4 separate regions of the Mus musculus genome follow, and all the other regions are linked to region 1. Evidence: chromatin contacts called from public promoter capture Hi-C data. All regions are on one chromosome and are shown on one strand. Each heading gives the region's core, a stretch centred on a gene start, on an enhancer-like site or on the middle of the called end of the contact. The rest is flanking DNA. Distances are from core to core; before and after follow the strand shown. Region 1 holds the start of Gtpbp10 (GTP-binding protein 10 (putative)). Region 2 overlaps Adam22 (a disintegrin and metallopeptidase domain 22). Region 3 holds the start of Cdk6 (cyclin-dependent kinase 6). Region 4 holds the start of Fam133b (family with sequence similarity 133, member B).

Region 1 (3,350 bases), core at 529-3,028:
ACACACAGTCATATCTGTGTGATGATATGTGCATATGAGTGCAGGTGCTTTCAGCAGCCAAAAGGGGGCATCAGATGCCCTGGAGCTGTTACATGAGCCTGTGAGACAATTAACCTAGATGCTAGGTCGTGGCTTCTGGTCTTCTAGACGAGTAGGAAATGCTCTTAACCAATGAGTCATCTCTCCAGCCTCATCTCAAGTCAATTTTAACAGCATATTTTTAGGAGAGCGAGTTTAGAGATTTAAAAGGTTTATTCTACTATCTTATTATCAGAATTATAATAAAATATCTTGCTGTGATAATGTTTTGTTTGAGGTATATGTATTTTTCTTTTGCTTACATCATCAATGATCCTTAGCATTTTAGATATCAATTTCTTATTTATATTTTATTTATTGTTATTATATTCTGTGTATGTTATGGGAAAGAGAGTGGGCCTATATTCAATAATCATAAATAAACATTAGAAGGTGTGTGCATTAGGCTAAACATTTTGGCATAATTTAAATGGCAGCACATTTTCTAGATTTAACAGGAAAAGTATGATAACAGCAACTTAATATTCTGGTTTTTAAAATAGTAAGTATATTTATTGAGGCTAACATCTGACATTTGGGTCAATATTTAATGTTAATCTACAGAGGCTAGAACCAACCAACCAAACATCTAAATGAAAATGACAGCTTCAAAGTCCAGGAACAGTAAACTAATCTAGACTGAGCAGTAGTTTCCACACTGTGTACTTCCAAATAGGACTCGCTCCTTTCCCAAATTCCCCATCCTATTGTTTAGGATGCAGAACCTTATCTAAATGAATTGGAGTCCTGTTTTCTAGTCTAGGACTCAGGCATGTAGCAGAATGCCCGTAACTGCAATTTTCAGAGTTTCAAGACTAGCCTTTGCCAGGTTCCAGCTAGGAAAGCGGCCTTAGAGGCGCAGGACCTCGGGCTATCTGTAACTAACTTTAAATCAACCTCATACTGAAAAACGGAACATAACAATTCCTTAAGGTTACTCTCAGCTGCACTGCCCTGGCCAGTGACCATGACTGAGTCACATTTCGCCAAGGATTCTAAACCTAATAATTCTAATGATAGAAAATAATAAATGAGCAGTGAAGGGAGACCCCTCTAGTACGCTCGTGTGCCTTTTTCACTTAAAGACTTGGCAGAAAGATTGGCGAAATGGGCCTGCCATTCAGTGATCTTTTTCTGAAGCTTCCTCTCCAAGCTGGAATGTAATCTCTCGTGTTCTCACAAGGACAGCCTTCAAATGAAAGGTGAAAACTCTCGGCTGAGTCCAGGTTGGGGTTTCTGTTTGCCTCCACTGCACACATCATCCTTTGTAAAAATCTAGATCGTCACACTTCTTTCAATACTTCTGTGCTACAAGTTTTAAGTGACTGGTTCCTGAAGTTTAAGCCTTGGCTAGAAAAATTGCTCAAGCCATCATCCAGCAGTCTTTTAGAGCTCTCGGTGTTTTGTACAAGTGTGTCTGTTGGAGGGGTCTTTCATCGTGAGAAAATCCTGGCACCTCAGGTTCTTCAGCTACCATAAAAATGTTTGTGAGGCAGGCCAGTCTCCAGCGCATAGCGTTCAAAGCGTCAACTCCAGAGACTCCTGCCCGGAGCCCTGCTTCCCCTTGCACACAACTTAGACGAATCTGGGCTCTGCACTCTCCTTCCTGCACCCAGAGGCGTCCAAAGCACACGCCCACCTTCCTCGAGCGCGATGCAGCACGCAGGCGCGGATCCGCTGAGACGTCACCTCTGCGACCAGTAGTGACGTCAGTACGCGCGCCCGACCGAAGTTTGTCCGGATTCTGCGGGCGGGAGTCCTGCCCCTTGGAGCTCATGGTGCGCTGCGGTTGCGCTTTGTTGAGAAAGGTTCGTGACGGGGGTCTCCCCAGCTTTGGTGTCTTCGCCGCTCTCCTCCTGGGTTGTCGTTCCTCGGTTCCCGTCTCCTGGGAGAAGATTGTGTCTCAGTGACACGCTGATGGCCGTTTGGGGTCCAGCTTTAGGGAATTCCTGTATTGTTCCCAAAGCACGTGAGAGGATAATTGGGGACCTGCCTGCGGTTTAGACCCGGCATTGCGGTGCACGTGCCGGCTTGTTTGTTTGTTTGGTTTGGTTCTCATTGTTTAAAAGAGAGTCCATAACCTGCTTTTATACATTTCTCCTCCTTTACACTGCTTTTGATATCTTTCTGAAGACTTTTCTGGAAGTCAGAATGTGTGTTTGCTGTGCCTCATATAGAGATTTTACGTCAATTTTTATGTAGTGCCTGTCTTAAAATCCACTTTTATAACAATCTGCAACCAACCGCTCAATTAAAAAAGAATCTCAGTGAGCTTAACTGGCAACGGTGTGTGAAAGCTAGAGGTCATGTACATAAGCTGTTGTTAGGAACAGCCATTATAAATGAGAGTCCTTAATAAATATGACAAATCTAGAAAATAAAGAAAAAGTCACATACTGAACACAGCTTTAAAAGCCCTTACCAGGAATATCTCAGGGTGGTCAACCTTCAGTTTGTTTTTGTTTTTTTTTAAACCCACAGATTTTTTTGATACCCAAAAGTACTGCAGATTACCAAAAACGTGAATATTAATTTAAACGATTGCTCTGTAATTTGAAAGCCTGGGATTATGACACACTGGCTTTATAAGAAGTTACCTACCTAGTGAGGGAAACTAAATGGAAAGTACCAGAGGATATAATCCAGTGTCCGAGGAAGCCTGAAAAGCCAGTCAGTGAGAGTGATGGGCCAAGGAGGCCTCAGATCATACAACCATAAGCCATAGTTTAGTTGTATTTGAGGATACATTGAAACTGACACCAGAAAATGGGTTTATGATAGAAAGAACAAATGATAATCTAAACAGAGGAGAAAGCATGAATAGAGTGGCAGGGAGAGTGGGCAGCTCAGAAAAGAACAGGAAGGCTCCAACAAATGACAGCTGTCCCGGTGAGATCCGGTGAGGGCTTTGAATCCAGCACTGTAAACTTTATTATTTCAGAAGCAGTAAAAACCCAAAGTCACGACTGTTTCTGAGTAAAGAGAGACATAGACATCGGGTTCACTTAAGGGGGAAAGAGATGCTCTTGGCTCATGGTGGCGGATGCATTAAGAAGGAATGATGAGACCCTGAAAGACCATTTGGAGTTCACAGTCAAGATTCTAAGAGGACAGAGGTCCTGGAAAGGAGTTAGGCTTCTTGGAATGCAAAAATTTTGGGGAAAAGCCATCTGTTTGTTCAGTCTTGGTGAGCAGATAAGCTTTGATAATTAACTGAGGGGACAGCTTTTTGCTGTTGCTGCTGATGATGATTTTAAAATATTTGGGGGCTC
Region 2 (3,350 bases), core at 366-2,865, 2.7 Mb before region 1:
AGAGTGCATTTGTATGAAGCACCTCTCTGGCAGGAGCGCTGAGTTTTGACTGGGCAGTCCAGGAATGGAATCCTTTGCCTCGTATTTCACCTATCTTAGTATCAAGATTTCCTGAAACTCTTACTTTTACCTTTTCATTTCCACCCTCTGTATCCTTCGGTGTTACCCATAGCAGGGCGCATCGCTCTGCTGATGGCTCTGCAGCTCTGCATTTTTTATGTTAAGTGTTGAGTCAGCATGTGGGCCGATCCATGTCCCTGCCCACTGAGGCATACATGGCAGTGACATGAGCTATGTATTTGTTTCTCTCACTTAGATCTCTTTTGGATGTCTGATACTCGTATGCAGTCCAGTTTACAATATGGACACATTGCTGGGTATCTTGTAGACTTGGAAGGGAGGCCTTGGTAGAGGTCCTAAGGTTGGTTGAAAACCTAGTCTGGCTTTATCTTATGTATTTGTTCATTAGCTTCATTCAATTCCCATTCTTTTTCTATGGCTTTCTGTAGTTGAATCTGATGGGCCTATGTGCAGCTGTATTGATATTTACACATTTTGGTATTCTCTGAGCTGCCTGGACCTCCAGTTTGGTGACTGCCGCTAATCTGGGAAACTCTTGACCATTATTATTTCTCCCTTCCTCTCTGCCTTACACTTCATATTCTAATTCTAATTCTAATTCTAATTCTAATTCTAATTCTAATTCTAATTCATAATACTTCTGAAACTTTTCTAGTGATTTTTGGATATTCTATTTCTATTTTTCATTGTTTGAGTTTTGCTTCAAATCTGCAGTGTTTCCTTTGGTCCCCTTGACACTCCTCCAGGCTCACAGCTTCTTGCTTGAGTTGGGGTGTGTATGTGTGTAACAATGAGGCTGTCAGAAGCCTTTCTTCATTTCATGTGGGTTTTCTTTCCTTTGAATTGTTTCTTAGATATCAGCGCTCTGATCACTTGTTTACCAATTTCATTTTTCCATAAAAAGCCTTTAGCCTAATTTTAAAATTGATGAATGAATTGTATCTCTCATTGACCCTAGTGATCAGTAAGGTGAAGAGCAATCAGGAAGTCCTAAACATTGTCCTACACCTGTCTACACACACACACACACACACACACACACACACACACTCATATACTTGTGTACACATGCATGAACACACAATATACACAAACAAAAAATAAGAAACAAAAAAAATCTCTTCAAAATCTGATTGCACTTGTCTCTTGGCAAGGGAAGCACACAGCTCTCTAATTGCTTTAAAATGCACATACACTGCAGGAAACTCAAAGGGAAGAAAAACAATAACCACGTCCACTCTGTCCTCACAGAGTTCATCACTACAAAAGGAAGGCTGGGGTTTTAGACTGGTAATAAAAGAACAAAACATGGGAAAAAGTAAACTCCCTCATTTCCTGGAGCAGGGTATTGAAAAGTCCAGCCTGCCCAGTGTCCAAGTATAAGCTCTCTGTGTTGTGTGGCCGTGGCTGGGCTCCAGTCGGAGGGTTAGTGAACTCAGACAGCATCATGGCTGAAGCTTCTTCATTTGATCCAATCATATTCCTTCTACTACTCAGCTTTTCTGGGCCTCTTTTCTGAAACCGAATGCTCCCAGCTCTGCATGCTTTGATGATTGATTCCAAATGTAGAGTGAAGGGCAGCGGGATGGTGGAGACTGCCAAGTTAAAAGGCGCAGGCAGAAGCCGCAGTTGCTTTATTTTGCTGTCATACAGGGGAATTGTTTAGTCATTTTACTAATTTCCTCACGTCTTTGTAAAAGCCACATAAAGCATATCTACTTCACAGCTCGTTAATATTTATTAAGTACTTCTTAATCCAGAGATTACATTTCTTAGAGCTAAATCAGCTCAAGTAACTGTATCCTCTACGTCCTCCTGAGGTGCTTGTAAAACCCCTTTTATGTCTTTTCCAGCAAATGGTATATTCAGTGTCTGCAATCCACCTTTAAATTAAATCCTTATTATCTTGTTTAGAATGAAAAGAAGAAAAATTGATATTGCAGTGTGCACTGAGCACTTAAGGAATATTCTTTAGTGTCATTAATCACTGTTTAACGAAATAGAACATGTGTAAATGTGATGGTTTGTATATTCTTGGACCAGGGAGTGGCGCCATTTGGGGGTGTGGCCTGGTTGGAATAGGTGTGACCTGGTTGGAGTAGGTGTGTCACTGTGGGTGTGGGTATAAGATCCTCACCCTAGTTGCTTGGAAGTCAGTCTTCCACTAGCAGCCTTTGGGTGAAGACAGAACTCTCAGGTCTGCCTGCACCATGCCTGCCTGGATGCTGCCATGCTCCCACCTTGATGACAATGGACTGAATCTCTGAACCTGTAAGCCAGCCCCAATTAAATGTTTTTTGTATAAGACTTGCCTTGGTCATGATATCTTTTCATAGCAGTGTGAGGAGCAGGGTATGGGGATTATATAATGACTTGATAGATATTATTCTGCTAATATTTCAAGCTCTGTTTGCCCCTGAAGCTGGGAAGCTCCCAAGCCACTTCTAGATTAAACGTGGCAAATTCTCAGCTTCTGCTGTGTAACCAGAGCACAAGACTCTGTACTTAGAGTACAGAGTACACACTTATAGTACAGAGCATTTCTCCTAGTACTTGACCCGTCCAGCAGGTCCAGTTATTTGAGGGTCTCGAGGGGACCTTCTCTTAAGAACGAAATGGGGGGGAGAGAAAGACAGACACCAAGTGCGAGGAATGACACAGAACCAATCTGAGTAGCATCAAGGTGTCACTATATTCAGCAAGGCTCAGGGCTTAAATGCACAAGCAAAAGGGGAAGTATTTCTCAGCAGGAGGAACGGGCAGCAGAAATGTACAAGCAAAGGAGGAAGTACTTCTCAGCAGGAGGGATGGGGCAGCTGAAATTTTTCTTTTGGCGACTACAAGGGGAAGCAGGAATTTGGTGGTATCAGGGTACATCTTGTGGTCAGGACATCTGGCGCTGACTTAGGGCTGGAACATTCTGTGGTTGTTCTCAGAGCGGTGCGTCAGTGGCCCGCTTTTGACCCCCTTTTCTTCTCGGGGGGGGGGGGAGAGGCCCAATTCAGAGATCAGGACAATTGTGTTGTTTTAATAGCTCCCAACAAGTACTCAGGAGAAAAAGGCAGGAGAATTTTAGCTGGAGCAAGCAAGCCTCAGGATCCACTAACTTGCTTAGGCAGGCTGGTAGGGGTGGGGAGGTGGAGTGTGTTCAGGTGGAGAGGTGGGGGGTGGGGGTGGGAAGTGGGTGGTAGTCTAGTGCTGATGTGTTTGTCCAAATTTCTCCTGTCTCTGCTTCCCCAGTGTTATACCTGACTTTTTATATGTGTGCT
Region 3 (3,350 bases), core at 455-2,954, 2.2 Mb after region 1:
ATGAAGACGCCAAGATCATCCCTCTAAAAAGAAGAGCTGAGAATGTTAACTCATCACCTAATTTGTAGAAAAGTCTGTGCATTCCCTTTTAACTTCCAGCTATGCATCTGTTTAAAAAAAGAGAATGAGAAAAGGCACAATGGGGAAATCCCAGCATCTTCGAGAAAACACCATTATCTTCAGTCACAGGAGACTGGGTTAGGAATGCCTCCCCCACCCACCTGCACAACTCTTCCAGGGAAAACAGAGGCTTTAAAATCTAAAGCACAGACTCACATCTAACCAATGAGAGAGGCATTCTAAGTCAGATCATACCAGTCCACAGATACTAAATGATACAATCAGAAAACCCTTTGAGAAGCAATCGCCCTCCACCCTACCACCCACTCTCCCTCCCTTTCTTTTCTCAGACAGGGTCTTTTGTAGCTCAGGAGGGTCTTGAACTCTGGATCTTCCTGGTTCAGTGTTCCCAGTACCCAGCCTTGAAAGACATTTTTCAAACAATGTTTAACACTAGGTGTCAGAGTCTAAACTTCTGAACTTCTAAGACCATCAGAAACCATTCTACAACTATAAAAAAAAAGTCACCACTGTGGGTTTGATTGGCAAACACATTCTTACACATTTCTTAAACTTTATTTACATTATGCTCCACCCTTAAAGTTTCCTTCTAATTATCTGCAAGCTGGATAACTATCTCACTCTGTCTCTCAAAAATCCCCCCACCGACGGGGAAAGTTAAGTAAGGGCTGGAGGGATTGTCTGGTTTTGTCCCTAAAAGACACCCAACGCCCCCCCGGAACCCTTGGGGCACGCAGAGCGAAAGCTCTTCAGAATAGCTTGGCTGCCCGGAAGCCACCGCAGGTCTCTTTTTCTGCCCTGTCTAACAGAGTCACCGGTTTTATCTGGGGAAACTCAACTCTTAACTTTAGTTGGGCCACCAGCCGCCCCTTGCCCAGCACCTTCCCGGACCCCATAGCCAGGGCTCCCGGCTCACCTGACCACGTTGGGGTGCTCGAAGGTCTCCAGGTGCCTCAGCACCGCCACCTCGCGGATGGTGGAGAGCGGCATGCCCTCCTCACTGGTCTGCACTCGCACGCGCTTCAGAGCCACGAAGCGGCCGCCGTTCTTCAGGTCGCGGGCCTTGAACACCTTCCCATAGGCGCCTTCGCCGATCTCCGCCACGCACTCATACTGCTGATCGGCGCGACTCAGGCTGTCCTTCTCCATGCTGGCTTCAGGCTGCGGGTGCGGCACAGTGGAACCGGGGTGCTCACTCGCTGCCTTACACGCCTCGGGGAGTCGGACTCGCGGCCGCCGGGCTAGACGGACCGACCTTCTCGCCCGCGGGTGCAAGCCGGGCGCAGCCGCTGCGAAACTCCGCCTAGCCGAGTCGCCGCGCCGCCGCCGCAGGAGAGCGCCGATCCCTCCTCTTCCCCCTCCGCAGCGATTACATAGTCTGCCCACAATCTCTGCACCTAGGAGGAGGAGACCGGAGGACAAGGAGAAAGTGTGATCAGACTGCCCGGGAGACTTCCACAGGGTTCCACCAGCTCCTCTCCTCCTCCCTCTACTCGCACTGGTTGCCTAATCGGGCCGGGTTTCTCGGAGAAAAACCAAGTTACTTTTCTTCCACAGCAGGGCTCGTGCAGTCTTCACGAAGGAGAGGTTGCTGGGGCCCCTCGGGGATGAGCGCAGCGCGGGACGCAGCGGGACGAGAGGGGGCGTGCCGAGCAGCCCAGAGTGTGCCCGGAGCGCGGGGGAGGGGAGGCGCCGGGCGCGTCAATGTCACGGCTCAATATTTATACCTATATTATTGTTCTCCGCTGCCCTCCCTGACTCCAGGGGCCTGGTCGTGCAGGGTATGGGGCGACCTGGGGGAGTTCGGAAGCTGGCGTAAAAGCACCGGGGGTTCACCCACGTGGGGCCGCAGAACGGGGTTGGGGCTCCTAGAACCCTGTAACCCGATGCTGCGAGTATGCGAGTAGGGGTGGTCAGACATCTGCTCGGAAATTGCTTCCTTTCTTTTCTACTTTCAGTTTTTCTACAGGGAGACATTTGAAAGGGACTCGCTCTCACAAATGGTCTTTGGGGTATGGCAAGCTTAGTGGGAGACGAAATTCTGCCTCCGATTCGGAGGACCTCCCTGGTGGAAACTCAGCGAGGACAGACCATCTGGTAGGGGAGGGCTGGGGCTACTAGAGGTGGGAGAGCGAGGGGTCCTGGAAGGGGAGTAGTGTCGTGCTCCCCACCTCACACATACACAAACACAAAGATCCGAAGGATGTGGGAAAGGAAGGTACGTCACACTTTCACTCGTCCTGTCCTGAAAAAGTAACTTCGGGACTTTGCTAGCTAATCGGGACTGGTCCTTAAGTTTTCAAGCCGTGCAAAAGCAACCGCCCTTACGACGGTGGGGGTAGGGGGCAGTAAACGTAGGTCTCCCCGGTGTGAGAAGGGGCTGCCCTTGTGTCGAGACTTCCGAATCCCCGCCCGGTATCCTGGGCGGCTGAATGTCGGTAGCTGAGACAGTCGCTCTGTTCTCCAAAGGCCAGAGGCTAGGTCCCACGCGCGCGGTCGGGCGCCCCCTCCCCGTTCTGTTGTTTAGGGATGACCGAGTGAGCCTTCCCGTCCCACAGCGGCCTTAGTCTGGGCTGGACCTTGTTCCACCACAGCCGCGTGTCCGGAACGGTCTGCATGCGTTTACCTGCCCCGTACCCATCCCCCCCACCACCACGCTCTTCTGCCTGGTATTAAAGAACACATGGAGCGACCCCCACTGGATGCCAGCATAGCACCGCCCGGCCAAGGCAGGGCCACTCCCCGTTCCTTTGAGAGCTTTCCTAAAAAGCTGCGGAAAGGACCCTCCAGCCCTCACCCGGGGGTCCGAGCCAGGTCGAGGGCCACACAGGTAGCGGGAGCAACGGCCTTGGCGCCCGCCCTCCCCCTCTGCCGGTGTCCAGCCTAGGCTCCAGGAGGGGGCAGCCGTCCCACCCCCGCGGGCCTACACCCCCCGGACCGGAGCGGCGGTGCCTAGCCCCCTCCCCTCCTCCACTTTTTCGTAGTTGTTGTTGCTTTCCCACGCTGGCTGAATGTGACTTGACCCCATTTCAAAAAAGTTTGACATAGCGCTTCAACATTTCCGCATTCCTCCGCGACTACAAAGGCTGCAGCCGCCTCCTTCTGCTTTCTGTCTCTGATCTCTGTCTTAGCACTCAATGAAATCCTTCATGAGCCTCTCCCGAAGCCTTGCCAAACGCCGCAAGGGTCGCCACCAGCGCAGTAAGGGGAGGCCGCCCGCGGGACCCCGACCCGCGCGTGTGCGCAAACGCAGATGCGCCCGCGCAGAT
Region 4 (3,350 bases), core at 476-2,975, 2.0 Mb after region 1:
GGCATCACCAATGTAAGAAAAAGAACTGGATTGCCTCTCAATTTCTGGAGAACAACAACAAACGTCAGAACAGGTAGTATTTTCAGAGGCAGACACTCAAACTCTAGTCCTGGAAAACTATGGAGCTAGTAAAGAGAACAGTGATTGTGGTGGATTGAGGAGCAGGTGTGACTGAAGCAAAGTCTTTCAAAGTGGTGGCAATGCATCATAGTGGCTGATGTCATTAGTAACGTGTCTAAAGACACACTATGCACAGTATCATAGGATTATGTGATTCCTGAAAGATAACTGCACGTTCACCTGTATCTCTACGGTGGGGGATGTTGATGATGGAGAAGCTGTCTATGTGTGGGACCAGGATGTATAGGATAGCTGTGGTTTAAAAGTCCTGTTAAAAAGTGAGACTTTGGGGCTGGTGGTGGTGTGGGGGGCTGGGGGAGATATCAAGATCCATGAGGACTGAACCAAGTAGCAAATGATACAAGTTCTGGTCACAGTTTAAGCATCCTTACCCTGCCCTAAGTATTAGTTCTCCATTACATCTCCAACACCTCCCACCTTTTGATGTAATGTTTTCAGTCTTAGAATCTTTTAAGTGCAAACAAAATGCTACTAGAACATATTGTGCGATGACAACAGAACAGAACAGTACAGAGCTGTCAACACCCTCCAGTAAACGAGACTAATTTCATAGGTTTTGAAAATGCCTTAAGGAATGTGTAAATAAAAATTTCCAGTAAAATGAAAGTCTGGATTTCAGTAAGAAACTGTAATAATGTCTGTAAGCAAGCCTATAATCTTTAAAACAACGATAGCATCATTAATAACAACAAAACAAAACAGAAAAATCTCCAGGAATCAGGTGAGATGTGTCTGAGGACATTAATAGTCCAAGCACTATGTCGAACTCTGGATGCCCACACACATAGACCATTTCAACTGGTCTATTCTATTCTATTCATCTCAACTCCATTCATTCTACGGTCTCGTCCTGAAGCCAGGAGGAAAGTACATTCCTGCACAGTGCGAGCAAGGTTAGTGGCCACCGAGCTTCCACGACAGAACCACAAGAAACTAAAACGGACGTTTTTTGTTGTTGTTGTTGTTGTTTTTTGTTTTGTTGTTGTTGTTGTTTTTAAGACAGAGCGGGGAACACTGTCATTTCCCGGGCAGCTCTTTAGGTACCCACTCGCGTTCGCTTGGGCAGTTGCCTTTGTGGTCAAGCGGTGACTAAGGAGGACTCCCATTCCCACAGGTAGAAACTTGGGTTCAGAAGTCACTAACTTCCGAGGGCACTGGAGTCTAGAGTACCCCAAAGCCCTCATCCCTGTCCCCCACCCCCATCCCCGTGGTCCCGCTGCGCTGGGTCTGGGCCTCTCGGCACCGGCGGCTCCGGCTCACAGCCCTTACCGCTGCGGGGCGACAGGCCCCAGGGTCGGCCGAGCAGGACGCTGAGGACCGGCAAGGCGCACGCGCATCGCACGGCGCGGGGTCTCGGGGCCCCAAGTGCGACGCGGCCGCCAGCCCCGCCGCGACGGGCGACGGCTTCCGCTCGTTCGCCTGCCGCCCGGCCCCGCCTCACTGCTCCGTTTTCCCCGCCGAATACTCACCACGCGATTATCCCGTTTCCCCATGGTGGCCGGCTGAAGGCGCGGGAAGCCGCCGAGGGAGCAGGCCCGAGAAGAAGCCGAAGCGGCCCGCCGCGAGTCCTCTTACCACCTCTATGCCCCGCCCAGAGAGCGGCGCCCCGCCAATCCGGGGAGACCGTATGCGCCACGGCGCCCCCTGGTGGTGCGGAGGACAGCCCGGCGCTAGCGACCGCCTGCGGTTCCCAGGAGCTGCAGCAGGATTCCTGTGACCCACTTAACCATTCCTGAGCAGGACCCACTCTGTAGTCAAATCGGTAACTCAGTTCCTGGGTATCCAATGCCCTCTTCTGACCTTTGTGGGTACCAGGCACACGCACTGCACACCTGTAGGCAAACACATAAAGTAAGTCTAATGGAAAAAATTGTCATAAAACTTAAAAAAATGAGTCTGGGACCAGTCAAATATAGTTAAGACATAATCCTTATCTTTAAGGGGTGTGTTTATTAACTCATAGGGGGAGATAAACACACACAGGTTAGACTTTACTGCTTTGGTGCTATGGGATTATCTGGATTGGACTTAAACTTCAGAAGTGGTCTAGACTCTAGAGACTAATTAATACACCATATTCTCTGACTATTCACAGGCTTAGAAAAAGTGACTTATGGATTCATGTCAACATGAATGCATCAGGAATAAAATCGATCAGAATCCTTTCTGAAATTTTAGAAAATGGAAATATGGGACTTTCATTATACTGAAGAAAATCCTTTAGCCTTTCCCCAGACCTCATGGATATGAGGTGAGGGGTGGGTGGGTAGACATCATGAGTTTGAGGCTATTTTGAGCAACAAAGTAAGTCCAAGTCTGATCTGGGTAACTTAGACATTGTGTAAAGTAAAATTCAAAGGGAAAAAGGCTGGTATATGCTGCAGGATATGTGATCACACTGTGAAACCTGAGATTGTATTATTTACTAAAAAACAGTTGTTTCTAGTTGTGGTATGACTCAGCACTTAGAACACAGTTTTAATCCCAAACAGTGAAGGTAAAGTTAGTTTGTAGAAGGAAGCACCCATATTTGAAAGTTATGTGTAATTGAGTGGCAGACAAAGTGATGAATCAGAGAACAACCTGACAAAATAGACTATATAGAATATGCCCAACTGTCAGGAGAGAGGCAGTGAAGCCACTTAGGAGAGCAGTGCAGAGAGAAAGCGAGGAGAGAGGCAGTTTTACTGAGATGGGTTGAAAAGAGAACAAGCTAGACACGGGTGAAGACAGAATGAGTCAGAGAGTGAGAAGGAGCCAGAAGATTAGAACAGGTTGCCAGAGTTAACTCGGGGCCAATCAGAGCAATTCAGTCAGAAAGTGAGAGAAGCCAGTTAGAACCAGTCAGCTTGGAGAGGAATTTGAGCCAGAACAGCTGAATTGAACCAGCCAGTCAGAGTTCAGAAAGAACAAGAGAGGGTGAATATTTTCAGCAGTAACTTATCAGAGCCTGTAAAACATTCTAGGCCTATATTAGATTGCACAGAGGCTTCCAGGACCAGGCCTAGGTTAGCAGACTGAGGCAGTAAGCCTCAGAGATGACATTTAATTTAGGGAAATAAAAGTTTACGAGTAACACCAGTGACAGTGATACAGCATTTACCTAGCATGTGCGAGGCCCTGCATGGAATCCAGTACCTCAAAGAAAATCTTCTTCTCGCTGACAGAGACTCTCTCCTTTCTCACCCTCTATTGTTGCAACAGATATT

Evidence for each region. Promoter capture Hi-C pulls out the DNA fragments that hold promoters and counts their contacts.
Region 2: a contact with region 1 is called in a promoter capture Hi-C map of cranial neural crest. The contact joins the enhancer-like site here to the promoter of Gtpbp10 in region 1. A contact is called at or near these places in 7 of 39 promoter capture datasets (cranial neural crest, embryonic stem cells, frontonasal cranial neural crest and 4 more).
Region 3: a promoter capture Hi-C map of pre-B cells shows a contact between it and region 1, with 5 times the contacts expected there. The contact joins the promoter of Cdk6 here to the promoter of Gtpbp10 in region 1. A contact is called at or near these places in 2 of 39 promoter capture datasets (embryonic stem cells and pre-B cells).
Region 4: a promoter capture Hi-C map of pre-B cells shows a contact between it and region 1, with 8 times the contacts expected there. The contact joins the promoter of Fam133b here to the promoter of Gtpbp10 in region 1. A contact is called at or near these places in 2 of 39 promoter capture datasets (liver and pre-B cells).

Annotation. Positions count from the first base shown.
Region 1 is chr5:5,557,969-5,561,318 of GRCm38.p6, reverse strand. Gtpbp10 (GTP-binding protein 10 (putative)) reads left to right here and starts at 1,778. Exons shown (of 10, transcript NM_153116.2): 1 at 1,778-1,886. The coding sequence starts at 1,854.
Region 2 is chr5:8,296,451-8,299,800 of GRCm38.p6, reverse strand. All of the region lies in intron 3 of Adam22 (a disintegrin and metallopeptidase domain 22), which reads left to right. Among named protein-coding and RNA genes, the nearest start is that of Gm23993, 55 kb to the right of the region's middle. Within about 2 kb of position 1,615, at least 28 of the 459 cell types and tissues checked have an H3K27ac peak or open chromatin away from gene starts, as enhancers often do.
Region 3 is chr5:3,342,247-3,345,596 of GRCm38.p6, reverse strand. It overlaps Cdk6 (cyclin-dependent kinase 6), which reads right to left and starts at 1,704. Exons shown (of 8, transcript NM_009873.3): 1 at 1,626-1,704; 2 at 998-1,478. The coding sequence starts at 1,230. It overlaps Gm36470 (predicted gene, 36470), which reads left to right and starts at 2,038. Exons shown (of 4, transcript NR_168898.1): 1 at 2,038-2,299.
Region 4 is chr5:3,542,208-3,545,557 of GRCm38.p6, reverse strand. It overlaps Fam133b (family with sequence similarity 133, member B), which reads right to left and starts at 1,725. Exons shown (of 11, transcript NM_001042501.1): 1 at 1,611-1,725. The coding sequence starts at 1,634.